Linked DNA regions of Mus musculus: regions 2 and 3 are each linked to region 1. A link is a contact called in public promoter capture Hi-C data. All regions are on one chromosome and are shown on one strand. Each heading gives the region's core, a stretch centred on a gene start, on an enhancer-like site or on the middle of the called end of the contact. The rest is flanking DNA. Distances are from core to core; before and after follow the strand shown. Region 1 overlaps Dnajc13 (DnaJ heat shock protein family (Hsp40) member C13). Region 2 overlaps Nphp3 (nephronophthisis 3 (adolescent)). Region 3 overlaps Dnajc13 (DnaJ heat shock protein family (Hsp40) member C13).

Evidence for each region. Capture Hi-C pulls out chosen DNA fragments and counts their contacts.
Region 2: a promoter capture Hi-C map of adipose tissue shows a contact between it and region 1. The contact joins two enhancer-like sites. A contact is called at or near these places in 1 of 15 datasets of contacts at CTCF or cohesin (embryonic stem cells), 11 of 484 Hi-C or Micro-C datasets (CD8 T cells, the G1E-ER4 cell line, Sertoli cells and 3 more), 4 of 115 datasets of contacts at active chromatin or transcription factors (all in embryonic stem cells) and 4 of 9 other capture datasets (adipose tissue, embryonic stem cells, liver and 1 more).
Region 3: a contact with region 1 is called in a promoter capture Hi-C map of adipose tissue. The contact joins two enhancer-like sites. A contact is called at or near these places in 1 of 115 datasets of contacts at active chromatin or transcription factors (embryonic stem cells) and 4 of 9 other capture datasets (adipose tissue, embryonic stem cells, liver and 1 more).

Annotation. Positions count from the first base shown.
Region 1 is chr9:104,150,327-104,155,276 of GRCm38.p6, forward strand. Dnajc13 (DnaJ heat shock protein family (Hsp40) member C13) reads right to left here. Exons shown (of 56, transcript NM_001163026.1): 56 at 1,271-2,097. The coding sequence ends at 1,991. Among named protein-coding and RNA genes, the nearest start is that of Ackr4, 26 kb to the left of the region's middle. Within about 2 kb of position 1,960, at least 6 of the 459 cell types and tissues checked have an H3K27ac peak or open chromatin away from gene starts, as enhancers often do. A contact at or near this core is called in adipose tissue, where this site is marked.
Region 2 is chr9:104,041,246-104,046,195 of GRCm38.p6, forward strand. It overlaps Nphp3 (nephronophthisis 3 (adolescent)), which reads left to right. Exons shown (of 27, transcript NM_028721.3): 26 at 1-9; 27 at 707-2,566. The coding sequence ends at 887. It also overlaps the pseudogene Gm18998. Among named protein-coding and RNA genes, the nearest start is that of Uba5, 19 kb to the right of the region's middle. Within about 2 kb of position 1,961, at least 6 of the 459 cell types and tissues checked have an H3K27ac peak or open chromatin away from gene starts, as enhancers often do. A contact at or near this core is called in adipose tissue, where this site is marked.
Region 3 is chr9:104,241,475-104,246,424 of GRCm38.p6, forward strand. All of the region lies in intron 2 of Dnajc13 (DnaJ heat shock protein family (Hsp40) member C13), which reads right to left. Among named protein-coding and RNA genes, the nearest start is that of Dnajc13, 19 kb to the right of the region's middle. Within about 2 kb of position 2,272, at least 57 of the 459 cell types and tissues checked have an H3K27ac peak or open chromatin away from gene starts, as enhancers often do. A contact at or near this core is called in adipose tissue, where this site is marked.

The sequences.
Region 1 (4,950 bases), core at 710-3,209:
CAAGGGGCTGTGACCTCTCTAGTGTCAGGTTCTTGACCATGGACTGGGTTTAAACACAATCCAAATAGGTTGGTCACTTCCATAACACTTGTTCTGCAACACTATTGCTCCAGTGTATCTGGTAGGCAGGTCTCTGTTGTCGGTCCTGGGGTTTGTATCTGGGTAATACTGATGGTTTCCCTGCTCCTCTAGTAGTGTGCAGAGCACCTTCAGGCCCCATGAACACTAGTCAGTGTGTGCCACCAGCCCAACGTCTCCATGTTCTATCACATAAGTAAATGTCTTCTGCTATTGGACTTTACCATCACATTGTGGAGAACAACCAATAAATAGCCTGTGATGTTTGGGGGTTTTTGTGGGGCTCCTTTGACCAACAACTCAACAAGATAGAACCCATTCCTGGCACTGGAGGTTTTACTTGGTGACATAAATATCTAGGTGTGGCTTTATCTCCCTTATTATTAGTTGTTTTCGTGTGTGTGTATGTATGTATGTGTGTATGCATGTATTATGCATGTATGTATATATGTATGTACACACATATACATGAAGCTTTATAGTAGTTTCCATGTGGTTTTTCAAATGGCCTGTTAGATATTGCTCCATATTAATTTTTTGCAGTGCTGGAAAGTGAACTGAGGGCCTCACACATCTTAAGTCAGCATTCTACCATGGAGCTAGAGCCCCAGTCAGGGTGTGCAAATGGCCTTGAGCGTTTGATTGTCAATAGGGTATGCAATGCCTGCTCAGATCTTTCTCAAACCACTATCAGACCTGAATGCCAATGGCCAGCCTGCGGCCCCTTCCAACTTTGGACAGTTTCTACCCTCAGACGGAAACTCAAGCTCTCTCAGCGAGCACACATGGGATTTCAAGCTCGAGGAGAGCCTGTGTCACAATGAGGTGACCTTGTCTCAAACCAAACCAAAACAAAAAAGGATATGGACAAGTGTTTGCGTGACTTTCCATGTTTATTTTCTGTAGTCTGCAGTCTAACTGGAAGACCTATGCATTAGGATCTGTTATTAGATATATTTGCTGGTTCCTTACCTCCCGCCTGAAACATTAGACCGTGAGACTCTGGCAGCATTCCTTAGCTCACACCTAAACACGATTTAAGAAGTAACTAAGCTGCTGTTTCCAGTGAGTGAACGGAGGTGGGCACAGCTGTGCGTGTGAGGGTGAGGGGTGTTTGTCTGCTTCTGTTCCATCTCCCCCAAAAGTGAACATGGAAGAAGTTTCCAAAGGCTAAAATTACAGAACATACATATCTCATTAACAAAGCAGTCAATTCCCTTTATTTTTAAAATTTTATGTACACATATGAATGATCTGTATAATGTACATTCAATATAGAAAGCTTTATATATTTGATAATGTATAGAACATTTCACAATTACACTAATCTCTTACATAACATCTTCACATCCATTTTTAGTTTTAATTTTTTTGCACAAGCTCCTTGTCGTTCAGTTTGGTGACGCCTGTCATACACACCGATGTGCACCGAGCTCTCAGAGTTAATGATTGAGGATCTGGTCACGGGTGGAGGGACGATGAGAGGAAGACGGTCATGGAGACCTGGTGCAGGAGAGAGAGGCGCCCTGCTCTGGGATAAGATTTAGCCCAATGTTTGTAGACTGCAGCTTAATCCCACAGTCACAGTAATTCAAAAAAAAGTTATAAAAACTAGGAAGAAAGTTTGTCTTTTTGATTCACAGTCTTGTAAACAGATATAAAGGAACAAAATGTGCTTACATACATCAAGAAGAAGAAATTCTTGTGTACCCAGGTGGCTGACCCACAGAGTGCTTTCTCAGAACGTGATACGTCAGAATCATGGACTCTTCTCCTAAATAAAAGTCTATTTATAGAAAAAGGAATAACACTGTCATGAAACCAGGAGAAAGGCAGCGGAGTCTGTTTCAACATGTTGGTTGGAGGAATGTGGGCGCAGTACTGGCCTTCCAGCATTTACTGTCTGAGTGCTTCAAGTCTGATAGCCAAGGTCTCCTGCCTCATGGTCTACGGGAGGCGGCAGATTAGACATGGCTGATGAGGATGTACCTGCTGTAAGGTAGCCAGCAACTCCAGGTCCTGCAAGAGAGAAAGGAAAGCAGGCATTTTTTCTATCAGTCTCAGGGACCAGCACCCAGTACAGACCACTGGGAAGCTCTAAATACGATCTACATGTGTAACTGTCTCAACAGGCAGCGATACAGCACCTATGTTCATGGCTTTTAGTATTTGACACAATTAGAATAATTTTAAAATTCATGCAGTAACACTGGTGTAGAAATAGGGGATTTCCCCTCTTTTCACACCTGGAAAGTTTAATTTTACAAAAAAAAAAAAAAAAATCGAGGGTACTTAAAGAAAACATGGGAACAGACAGACGGAAGACGCCCTCCCCACCCCGCTCAGCCCATCTCAAAGTGATGCACAACTGGATTCTCGACACTAGCAGCTTCCGAGACGGACATTCTAGGTAGCCTGTGTTCACTTGGTACAAAGGAGGTCACTTTAGTAAGCGGCACCCAGGGAACACAGCTCGCTCACTACATAAGGTCTCTTTGAAGAGGAAGGCTCTGGACACTCTTCTCGTAGGTCAAAGCATGCTCCAGAGGAGACAGTAGCATTTTAGTCGTAGTCTCCACGTGTTGTGACTGAAAGTCTCTATGGCGTGAAAAGGTGGCACTCGGAAGCAAGCTTGTCAGCAGCCCCTGGGCTCTGGCTTCTGGAGCTGACTCTGGGCACCACAGACAGTTGCTTTCATCTCAGAAGCACCACACAATGCAGCAAGCGCTTGCAAGAGAAACTGGTTTAGCGCTGCAGAGGCAGTGCTTAGCTGAGTCAGAGGAAACATGGCAAAGGTGTACACTAAGGGTCGGGACAGGAAAGGTGGTGCGAGCAACATGCATTGAGCAAAAGGTTTCTCTACCTGCTTCAGAGAGCTACACAGAAGTTAGCAAGCTGCCTGGCAGAGCAGTTCTAAAGCCCACTCCTGAGGTGAAGGGGGCTGCTGCCAGTTAGAAGGGAAGGAGAGACACCTGGGGGGAGAAAAGAAATGTAAGCAGCAAGGGAGTCGTGAGGACGTGCACACAGCAGAGCGATCTGATGCGGGGAAGGCAACAGGACTGATGGAGGACAGAGGTCATAATTCACTTCCATCTCATCTCTCAGCTTCTGAGCACTGACTCCGGATGGGAAATGGCTGCCACACACTGTGCCAGTGCTGGCGAGGCCACAGTGACTGCCTGCATGAGCTGGGACTGAAGCTAACCAGAGTGCCTGGGTCCTTAGAGTCAAGTACTTTTAACACTTACTAAAAGGATTTTCCCTTCTTTAGGTCTTGGGATCCTACACTATCAACTCTTACCTTCTGCTAATCAGCAAACCAGGCCTCCCACAGATTGCTCAGGAAAAAGACTGGTCCATCAGTGTAGCTCAGAGCCAAAGCACTTCACTGCTCTCAACTTTAGACAGGTCCAGATGAGCAAAACCACAAACACTACAGAGGGGTGTGGTTCCTAAACAATTCAGACTGTGGGCAGTGATGGTTAGAACTGTCCCCTCACAGAGGAACCTCTGAGCATGCTTGTGGGGGACTGTCTCAATTATGTTAATTGGGATGGAGGACCTGTCCACTGTGGGTGGCACCATTCCCTCAGCAGGAATCTGAATGATATGACATTGAGGAAAGGAGCTGAGCACTAGCATGCACACATTCACCTCCTTCTGTTCACTGGGTGTGTATATAATGTGACCAGCTGCTGCTTCAGGCCCCCGCTGCCTTGACTTCTCCACCATGATGAACTATGCCTTCAACAGCTAATCCAAACCCTTTCTCCTTTAAGTTGCTTTTGACAGGGTATTTTTTTCATGGTGATAGAAAAAAGAAACCAAGACACGGGCTCAATGATTCTTATAAAAATAGGAGGTTATGGCACCAAACCCTGAATGCTACATATTAAAGTAGGCAACGCTGAAGTCACTGCAGAGTCTTGGGCAAACTCACAGGGTTATGGTACTGATAAATAAAGTGATACTTGTTGATCACCATAGTCATACAAATAAAACTTTACAGTAGCTTACTCATGTTTCCTAAACTTAACTATCTTACACAGGGAAAACTACGCAGACACGAAGGGCATTCTGAACTGAAGAACAAATTCGGAGCTCCTAGACTATAATCAAAGGTATAAATGATGAGCTGACAAAGAAGCCAGCTGTCTAGTTCTACTCCCATCCCTTGTTCCCAGGGAAAGTGAACTTGAGTCCCAGCAAGTCTGAGATGCTCTCAGTGTTGTGCCTCTGGTTCCTAATGGTTTCCTTGGGTTGAGAAGAACAGCTTGTATCTCAGAAGCAGACACAGCAGTTATAGCCTCCAGGGATATGTGGGAAAAGAGCCAAAGTTCTAGGGCTCGCTCACAAGAACACTGTCCACATGTGAGGCGTTAGAGGAATGAGGCAGACATGGCTGAGGGGATGGTGGTGGTGGTATTATTATTGTTGTTGTTGTTGTTATATTTTGAGACAGGATTTGTAGCCCTAGCTATCCCGGAACTCACTCTGTAGGCCAGGCTGGCCTCAAACTCAGAGATCCGCCTGCCTCTGCCTCCTGAGTACTTGAATTAAAGGCATGCGCCACTACCACCCAGCAAAGATTGGGTTTTAATTACATTCTGATTAAACATATCAAAAGCACTTGGTAGCACAGGCGGTGAGGAGGCGTCCCTCAACTGCCAGGCAACGCAGAAGCTGAACCCTTGAAGCACAAGTAGGTAATTCCTTCAAAGGAGTAGAATACAATTAGTGGGAAAATCTAAGTAACTAACATCTCAAAAGAGAACATTCCAGTCCGGTGGATGAGGTGCCAGGAATGGAGCAGACCTAAGGCAAGCATGGCTCAGAGCCCAGCCTGTCCAGTATGAACCTGCTCACGGGCGT
Region 2 (4,950 bases), core at 711-3,210, 110 kb before region 1:
TGTGCTCAGGTAAGAATGTTTCTCATCTATCCCAATATTTAATAGCTTTGATTTATCACAGAACAGCATGAAATATTTATCCCTGAAAATAGTCTACCTTGGGGTGAGGGTAGTTGTTTTGGTCTCGTGTAGCTTTAGATACTCAAGTGGTACTCAGAAGCAGAGAGAAAGCAGGCTTACTTTTTGGAGGCGTGTACTGTGGACAGTAGTGAAGACAGCCTATACCAGCACTTCCTGCCTATGGGGTGACAGGGCTACGTACTAACCTCAGAGCTGATGAGTTAGGTGTGTGTTGAGTTTTGCTCACTCCTGTGCGTTCATCTCGGAATGCAGGTGATAACAACACTTAGCATTTTTTTATTATTTTTTTTTAATTAGGTATTTTCTTAAATACAGGGGAACACCAGGGCCAAGAAGTGAAAGTGGGTGGGTAGGGGAGTGGGGTGGGGTGGGGTGGGGGAGGGTATGGGGGACTTTTGGGATAGCATTTGAAATGTAAATGAAGTAACTACTTAATAAAATATTGGAAAAAAAGAAATGTAAATGAAGAAAATATCTAATAAAATTTTTTTTAAAAAAAGAAAGAAAAGAGTGCAGTGGGAATGGCAAATGAGTTGCAACTTGTTTTTCTGCACCTTGATGGCTACTTAGAAGCAAGAGTTTCTTGTTAATAGCAGTGCATCTCTCATGTTGTTTCCTCTCAAAGCTATGAAGAAGGGAATTTTGAAAAGGCTGCTGAACTGTACAAAAGGGCAATGGAGATAAAAGAAGCAGAGACATCACTTTTGGGTGGAAAAGCTCCTTCAAGGCAGTCATCAAGTGGAGACACATTTCTCTTTAAAACAACTCATTCCCCTAACGTTTTTCTTCCCCAAGGGCAAAGCTAACCGTCAATTCTTTGCAAGGATACTTCAAGATAAAACAGCTAAACATCTGGAATATTCTCAGTGTTTTTAAAGAAAATCTTTTTTTTCCATCTTAGTGTTATTTAGCTGGCATTTATATGACGTTGTATTGAGTTGCATTGAATTGTCGTGTCAAGTTTAAATTGATTAAAGAACCTGTTTCCTATGGGATAAAATCCAGGATGACGACATCAGCACTCAGTGGCATGAGGAGTGGCTTGGTCTCTGCAACAAGAGCTGGCAGGACCCCATGGTTTAAGAAATCCACAGTTCTTTTCTCTCCCTCAAGAGCAGCCTTAGCTCTGGCCATTCACTGTCTGTTCCTAGCAGGGCTCTGAGCCAGTTCTCTACCTCAAAGAACTTTCAAGGGCTAAAGGGATGTTGATAATATAAATAATATAAAGGGATGTTGATAATGAGTCGGAACAGTCTTCAGTGAAACGAGCTAGATAGGAACTCTGTTTGTTTTCCTTTTTCTGGGTTTGTGTGTGAGGATGTGCGCGCGCGCGCACACACACACACACACACACACACACACGTGTGCATGTACACATGGAGGACAGAGGTCAGCCTTGGGTATCATTCCTCAGGCGCTGTCCACCGTGACTTGTTTTTGTTTTTGGTTTTTGAGACAGGGTCTCAGTGACCTGGTGCCCTTAATTAGTCTGCCTGGCAGTCCACATCCTAGTGACCCACACCCCTGCCTCTCTCTCCTAAGACCGGAGCACAAGCTTCCATCTCTACCCCCAGTTCTCTAAAGTGGGCTCTGGGGGTTGAACTTGGGTCCTTATGCTGACATGGCAGACGCTTCACAAACTGAGCTATCACCCTAGCCTCTTACCACATTGTGAATCTCTGTAGCTCGGGGTGACCATGAACTCTTGATCACTCCCCACTCCCCCGGAGTGTTGGGACCACAGAGGCATGCCTCCACAGCTGGCTTGGCTTTTAGGCCTTCCTCTTCCCTAAGCTGGTTTAGCCAGCCTCCGCTTTCTGTGCTGTCTCCAGGAAGCTTCTCACAGTGCTGCAGCGTCGCCAGTGACAACATGCGTGCCACCACAGGTGCCAGTGACGACATGCGTGCCACCACAGGTGCCAGGCTCTTTACCATTCTCATCTTGCTTACTGTGGGACAGGTCTAAAAAGTCAACTACTCGTGAGCTGAGGCACAGGTTTTCAAGGTCAGTACCAGCTTAGAGTATGGGGTGAGTTCAAGGCCAGCCTGGGCACCTTAGTGAGACCTTGTCACAAAATAGAATAGAGCTGAAGGCACAGCAGTAGAATGCCTCGGACCCTGGGTTTAGTCCTCAGCACACACACACATACAAAAAGCCATGACAAATCCATTTCCTTCGTAAATGGTCAAAATCAGTCTTGCCTTACCTCGCTTAGTTGGTGTTTTTATACTGGAAATTAAATATTTTTATAGATTTGATAAATATTGCCACATTTTAGATATTTGTTTTTATTTGTATATAGTAAAATTTTCAATGATTTAAAATCTTATAAGATCTCAATATGTATTATTGTAAAGATGACAGGCATAAAAAATGTATGTTTTAAAATAAAAGTGTAATTGCAAGTTCTCTCATTTTGCAGTCTGTATTAGAGGGCTATTTTGCATAGTTATTTAAGAATAAACTTTGAACATGTTTCAGCAGACTTGAATTTTGGCCAAGTTTAGTCAATAGTTTGCTCAACTTGAAGAACTGTGGTGACCTCAGGGTGTGCCCAGTGTCACCAACTCCTGGTGGATGCAGAAGCCAGTATCATCACCAGCCAACACTTACTTACAATTTAGACGTAACCTTGAGGTCCCTCCCTGAGCCCGCTCAGAAGCAGCCTGAGAGCTAGGTGGCCAGGTCAGTCCTGCCAAAGCTTTGAGTTTAGGAAGCGTCGCTAAAGTCTACACACTTGTAAGTTAAATTAGACAGGACATGACAAAATGAGCTTTCTTCTTCCACCTTCTGAGGGAGGCTCAGAGGAACTAAAAAGCTAAAATATGACCATAACCTATCTTTGGAGTTTGCCCCCTCTGAAAGGTACAAATAACAGAATTCATAAGCATATTAGACATTGATTTTTACAACTAATATATCAAAGCTTAAAATCTATTTCATGACTAATGTAATACACTAAAAGTATAGTATTAATCACCTTTTTAAAAAAAAAACTTTAAATAATCTGTGACCAGTACTCTAAAAGACTCTTCAAATCAGCATAGTCTTTGTTCTTCTAAAACTTAGATCTGAGAATTATACAAAATATTTTAGAAACTGCAGTGATATCTCATTGACTTTATGGTACAAATGATAACAGAAGTGGTCACTAAATTACATATTTCCTTTTTTTCTAAATTAAACATTCAAATTTAGTACATAATAAGATCATGATTTTACCATTTATTGCACTAACTGTGTTCTTTGCCTCATGAGAATGCTAAGAGCACCTGCACCAGACATTTGTGTGAGGATGTGTGATTCCCAAGCAGTAGGATACGCTCCCATTAACAGATACTTGCTTCACATATATTGGTGTTAGCATAGATGTGATTCTCAGATTGTGTTCATGCTAACATACACCCCCCACACACAGTGAAATGGTAATTTTCAGACACTCCCTAATAAAGAGCTGGCAGGAACCAAACTTTGCTCTAAGTTGTCTTCAGTACTTGACAGAAGGGGAATCATGAAAAGCAGAATTGTCACCTGGGGAGGTCAAGGCTTCTCTGACATAAAGTAGCTGCCTTTTCCTCTGGTTCTACATTTGTGGGTGTCCAGGATGATGAGAAGAAACCCCAAAGATCTGCGCGGAGCCACAGATCACCTTTCTGCTAGCAGTAAGGAGCCAAAGCTGTGACGGGCTTTACTGCCTAGACTCAGACTCTAGAGTCAGTGCTAAGACGGTGAGGGACTCCTTGCCTTTGTTAGGACCCAGTGTGTAGAAATTCAGCTGAACGGCTAGAAGCTCTCTGACAATTCTCATCCACTGCCTGCTGGCCCTCGGGCTCTGTGGCTGCAGGCTACAGGGAGAACTCTATTGGCTCACAGGTGCCTGCTGCCTACTTGGTTTTGTTTGTTTGTTTGCTTGCTTGCTTGCTTGAGATAACCCAGTAGTGAACTACTGGGTAAGAGGGAAAAAAAGAAGAAGAAAAAAGAGAGATACATTAGAATTTGGTACAGAAAGCAGATCTTTAAAGGATGATGGATCCTATGTGTTATGCCTTAACAAAACCTGAAAGTTCAAGACTTGATTAAACCTTAGAAAATTCATGGACCATTAATTCTAAAGAATTATTCTAGAAAAAAATGTACCTCATCTTAAAATTTACAACATGTCTAGTGATTTAAAGTTATTCTCCAATCCAATATGCTTAAGTTCTGTTAAAACATTTGTAAAAATTTATCATGGCAACATAAATGTTAAGTTTCAAAGCTAGAAGCATTCAACTTCATTATAAATATAAAAATCACCTATAGAGGCAGGCTCGTGGACCAGTGACACCCAGAAATTAAAGAGTTTTTTGGGACCTGGGAGGTCACAGACAGCTGTTCAGTGGCTGTCATCATGCCACAAAATGAATATACTGTATTGCACCGCAAACAATATGGATATCGTTCGGACTACCATGAGAAAAAGAGAAAGAAAGAAAGGTTGGGAGGCCCATGAGCATTCAAAGAAGGCAAAGCTTTACCATAAAACAGCGCCATGCCCAAAAAATACAAGTGAAAAAAAACTATTAAGATGCATGAAAAGAGAAACACCAAGCAGAGAGAGGGATGATGGGAAGACTCCACAGGGAGCAGTCCCCGCCTGTCTGCTGGACAGAGAGGGGCAGTCCAGAGCAGAAGTACTTCCCAACAGGATTAAGCAGAAACAAAAAGGAAAGGTGGGAAAATGGAAGGTCCCTCTCCCAAAGTTCGTGCCCAAAGAGAAACAGAAGTATTGAAAGTTATTCAAACAGGAAAAAGGAAAAAGAGGGCATGGAAGAGAACGGTTACTAACGTCTGTTTTGTTGGTGATGGCTTTACAAGAAAACCACCTA
Region 3 (4,950 bases), core at 1,022-3,521, 91 kb after region 1:
AGAAACCCTGTCTCGAAAAAAACAAACAAAACAAAACAAAACAAAACAAAAACAAAACAAAAACAAAAAAAGATAGGATGTGAATTTTTTATCATGGATAAAATTCATACTGTATTTTTCCCCAAAATGTTTAAGTCTAAAGTAGAACAAGAAACTAAAGAATGAAAACTTCTTTCTTCAAACAACATATTTCTCCCTAAGGTGAAGTCAGTGACTAGTGAAGTAGGCAAAGACTTCTCTCCACAGCTAGACATAAAACAGCAAAGAATTAGTCAATTAATGGGAACTAAAAGAAACACGTGGTTCTATAACTGATATTTGACCTGAAATATAAAATGAAATCATATGTTCAACAGAAATAATTCAAAAGTTATTTTCTAGAATCTTCTTTGAGTATGAAAAATCAGACTTTCTGCAATCCAGAAGGCAACACGCACATGCCCGTGCAAGCGCGCGCACATGCATGCACGCACACATACATGAACAAACCAAGACTGCAAAATTGATTTCATTTGTGAGTGAAGAGAACAGCAATTACAGGTCTAAAAGTGTCCCAAGAGTCAGCTGCCGTGTGCTTTATCTGAGGACCTGCTAAGAATGTTTACTTCTGTGTGTTCTTCTCACCTTCCTACCTTACCAAGCCCTTTCCAACCTCTGCATCAATCTTAACTGATGTTAGTGCTTACGTCTATATTTTTTGTGTTGTGTAATATTTCAATATATGTGTGTATTATGTAAAGCTCAAGCCAGAGTCTACACATCCATCTCCTGAACATCTGTCATAGCTTTCCACTGAGAATCCTCCTGGTTGTTTTGAAATACTGTTATTGTGAGCTGTGCACTACAACTCCTGAGGCAGGGAGAGCAAGCCACGCCTCATGTGTGCTACACAAGTGCTCTACACTGATGTCTTTTCCCTAAGTGTCCACCGACGGGCGGTTTCTCATTCTTCCCCCCTCGTAAACCTGTGGTAAAGTACCAGTATGTTTTCAACTTTCACAAGACAAACGTTTTAAGACTCTACCTGTCTGAGCTCCACATAGTACCCACCTTTCTTCTATGCCTGGCTTACTGTGATCTTAGTTCTATTCATGTCACAAATGACAATTTCATTCTTTTTACACCTGAATGATATCCCACTGTGTGTACGCACCACCACACTTTGTACATCTGTCAGGGTACTTACAATGTACCATTCCTGGGCTTGTGTGAATAGTTGTAAAATTAAGCATGAGAGTGAAGATGTTTATTTATTTATTTTTAAATTGTCTCTTTTGTTTATATACCCAATAGTAGTTTATCTGTATCCTATAATAGTTTTGCTTTGGCGTTTTTAAAGACCTCTCTTAAGTATCCTACGTTACATTCCAACCAACAGTCTAAAGGCCACTTCCTATCTGTCGTCCCCAGGACCTGCCTTTAGTCTTCCTGGTGATGCCATTCTTAATAAGGTGAAGTGACACCTTGCAGTTTCACTACATTTCCCTGATGATTAAAGACCCTGAGCATTTTTTCACACGTGTGGTCATCTGCATGTTTTTAAAATGACTATGTAGTGCTTTTGTCCCCAGCTTTTTGTCTGTTTGGCTCCTGGAGTTCCTTCCAGGTTCTGACTATTAGCCCCTGGTCAACTGAATAATTTGCAGGTGACATTCTCTCACTCTGGAGCGCGTCCCCACTTGCTCTGGTTCAGTAGCAGGCTTCCAGTTTGATGGCATGTGTTTATTTTGCTTTCTTTTCCTGTGCTTGAGAGTCTTGTTACTCTATCCTGCCCCCCCCCCCCAAATCTTAGCCATTTCAATACCTTAAAATATTTCTGTGTTTTCTTCTCAACATTTTGGTTTAGGCCCTGTATTGGGATTGGTTTTTCGAACTGGTGAGAGGTGAGGGTGTAGTATCATCATCTGTGTCTTTGTGTACATCCAACTTTCCCAGCACTAGCACTGTAAAGGCCATCCCTCCTCAACTCACCACCGCCATGGATGCTAGGTCTACACTAGCCTCTACTCGGCTCCAAAGCTCTGCTTTACCCAGGGCCATGCTACTTCAATCTCTACAGCTTTGTTCAATGTGGAGTAAGCTACATAAGACCTCTTGCTTTCTTTTCCCTCAGGGAGGCTTTAGCAACCTGGGGTTTTGTGGTCGTTTTATTTGGATTTGAGAATTTCTTTTTACGTTGTGAAGAAAAGAAAAAGGCATCTCTTCTCTTGTCCAGCTTGCTCCTGAACATAAGCATAACAAGTTACCGGCTTCACTGTCCTCCTCTCCTCCCCTCCCCTCACCCCCATCCTGCTCTGGGGTCAGTCACCATGACTGTCTCTAATATGAGCATCTGTCACTGAATTTCACAGGCCAAATGTCAATTTTCTACTAGTACTGTGCTTAAAATCCTGTTTGGATACTAAAGTCCCATTCAAATTTATAGCATCTGCTCTGCCAACAAATACTGGAGTGATCCAGGAGAAGTCCATCCTCGTAGATTCCATCTAGAAAAACCAACATGTGACTCTGAAGTTCCCACAGTGGATCTGCACTTCCACTTTAGCTGAACATCTGTTCCTTCCTTCCGGCCTTAAGTGGCTTGCTTAACCCAAAGAGGACATTTTTTTCATGGAAGAAAAGTGCTTTTACTCTCTGTAGTCTCCCTTTCTTGTTCCCAGAAGAAACATGTAATTAAATTATGTATGGACTTCCCGAGTGGGAGAAACAAGTAGAGAAGAAAGCTGCTTTGCCAGCCCGTGGACTAGACTCACAACAACCCTTTACTCATAAAAGCAGGAAGCACCTGCAAGTGAGGCCCGGTGGGACCGCACAAAGATACAGAAATGGGTCACGTGACATCTCTGAGGCACAACCTGGAAGGTTATCTCTAAGTGAGGCCCGTGAAGAGAAAGCAGAGGTACGTATTCATTTGATTGCCACAATCAGTAAATTTCCCCAGATGGAATAGCAATGTGTATGTGTCTAGAATCTCTTAAAACAGGCCCCAATTCTTAAAAAAAAAAAAAAAAACAAAGAAAAGAAAAAATATCACATGGAGAATGTATTGTATAAATACATTTTTAGAGAGAAGGTTCAACTAGGAATTAAAAATAAAATTTTGATTCATGGCTGGGTAGTGGTGGCACACGCCTTTAATCCCAGCACTTGGGAGGCAGAGGCAGGCGGATTTCTGAGTTCCAGGACAGCCTGGTCTACCGAGTGAGTTCCAGGACAGCCAGGGCTACACAAAGAAACCCTGTCTTGAACCCCCCCCCCACAAAAATAATAAATAAATAATAAAATTTTGATTCGTGTTTTAATTTTTTTATGTTAAGACTGTTGAAGAATATTTTAAACTCAGATTCAAATTGGTCAGAAAATAAATAAGAACAATGGATTTTAGTGCTGCACGATGCACACAGCAAACTGAAACCACTGAGAAAAGGGGATTGAAAAGAAAACCCTGTTGAAAGGAACCGCCAAGTAAGTGGAAGGTCTTCTGTTTATGGGTGGGAAACATTAGCTCTGCCGAGTCAACGCCACTAAAACCCCAGCCACTTGCAGTGAGATTAACAATTCTCTGAAAAAGTGATACAGCAGTACAAGAAATGCAGAATAGTCAACATTACTCTGAGGTTGCAGCCTCATACCTCCCTGTCTCAAAGGGTAGAAAACTACATTAAATCAAACCAACACATTAGGGACTTTATCACAGATGGGTATCCAGATCAATGGAATCAAATTGAGAATTCACATTTTGGCAAGGGTGTCAAACATTCAATGGGAAAAGAATGGTCTTTTCTTTTCAACAAGTGATTCAAGTATATGTAGATCTTCATTGCACACCACATAAAATTAATTAAAATTAAAGTTATAGAAGTCACAAAAGGAAATCCATTGTAACCTTAGATTGCTTCTTACAAATGACAAAAAGAACAAGAGACACAAAAGAAGACAAGATGGATTTCATGAAAATTAAAAACTGTGTACTTTTATACAATGGCATCAGGAGAGTTGGAAGGCATCCCTCAGCACTGGAACAATACGTGCCAAACACTGATCTAGGATAGGATTTGTGTTTAAAGTAAAGAATTTCTATAGCTGAGCAATCGGAGAGAGAACTTAATTAAAAATGGGTGAATGAGATTCACACCACCTTGTAAACACCAGTTTTCTCTAACTATGCTCAATGAAATTATGAGAGAATACACACACAGTATTCTACAAGGGTAGAAACTATACTCCCTAACATATAAGTTCATAAAGCAAGAAATTAACAGTTAGTGAGTTTGCTAAGGTAAGTCAGAAGCACTAGTGTTCCAACATTGGCCTACCCAAGAAGCCACCACACCATCAACCAAACCATGAAAAGCGAAGCGTAAGAACAAAAGCTATGCAGACATGTTGTGTTTTACCCATGACCCACCTCAGAGAACTGTGGCCTGCAGAAACCTGTCTGTCCAAGGGAGACACTCAGACTCACTGGTCAGTGCTTCTCAGAATATGCTGCTTTTCTAACAGTCAAGGAGCTCCAGTCAGTGACTATCAATGTATGTAAGGCCTAATTTCATAGCCTTCATTCACTCTACACCACCTCATTAACTCTTCACAATAATCTATGGGGAACGAATTGCCATCACCCAATGGGGAGGGAACACACAAGGACATCTTGGTCCAACTAAAACAAATATAAACATGAAATGATATTGTTTCCATCCAAGAAAAAAGTTCTAATAAAAATTTTTATTCAAATAAATAATTAAATAAACACAGCTTATTGCAGAGGCAAACGGTTGCTTCACAGGCCAGCCTCTGGCAATGCAGCAGGAACACTGGAGCAACCCAAGCCCTACCCCTGCACTTTCTCTTGTTAACTTTTCAATTTTTTAAGGAAAAACCTAGAAAGATCAAAAGAAAAGGAGACGCCAGGCAGTGGTGGTGCACGCCTTTAATCCTAGCACTTGGGAG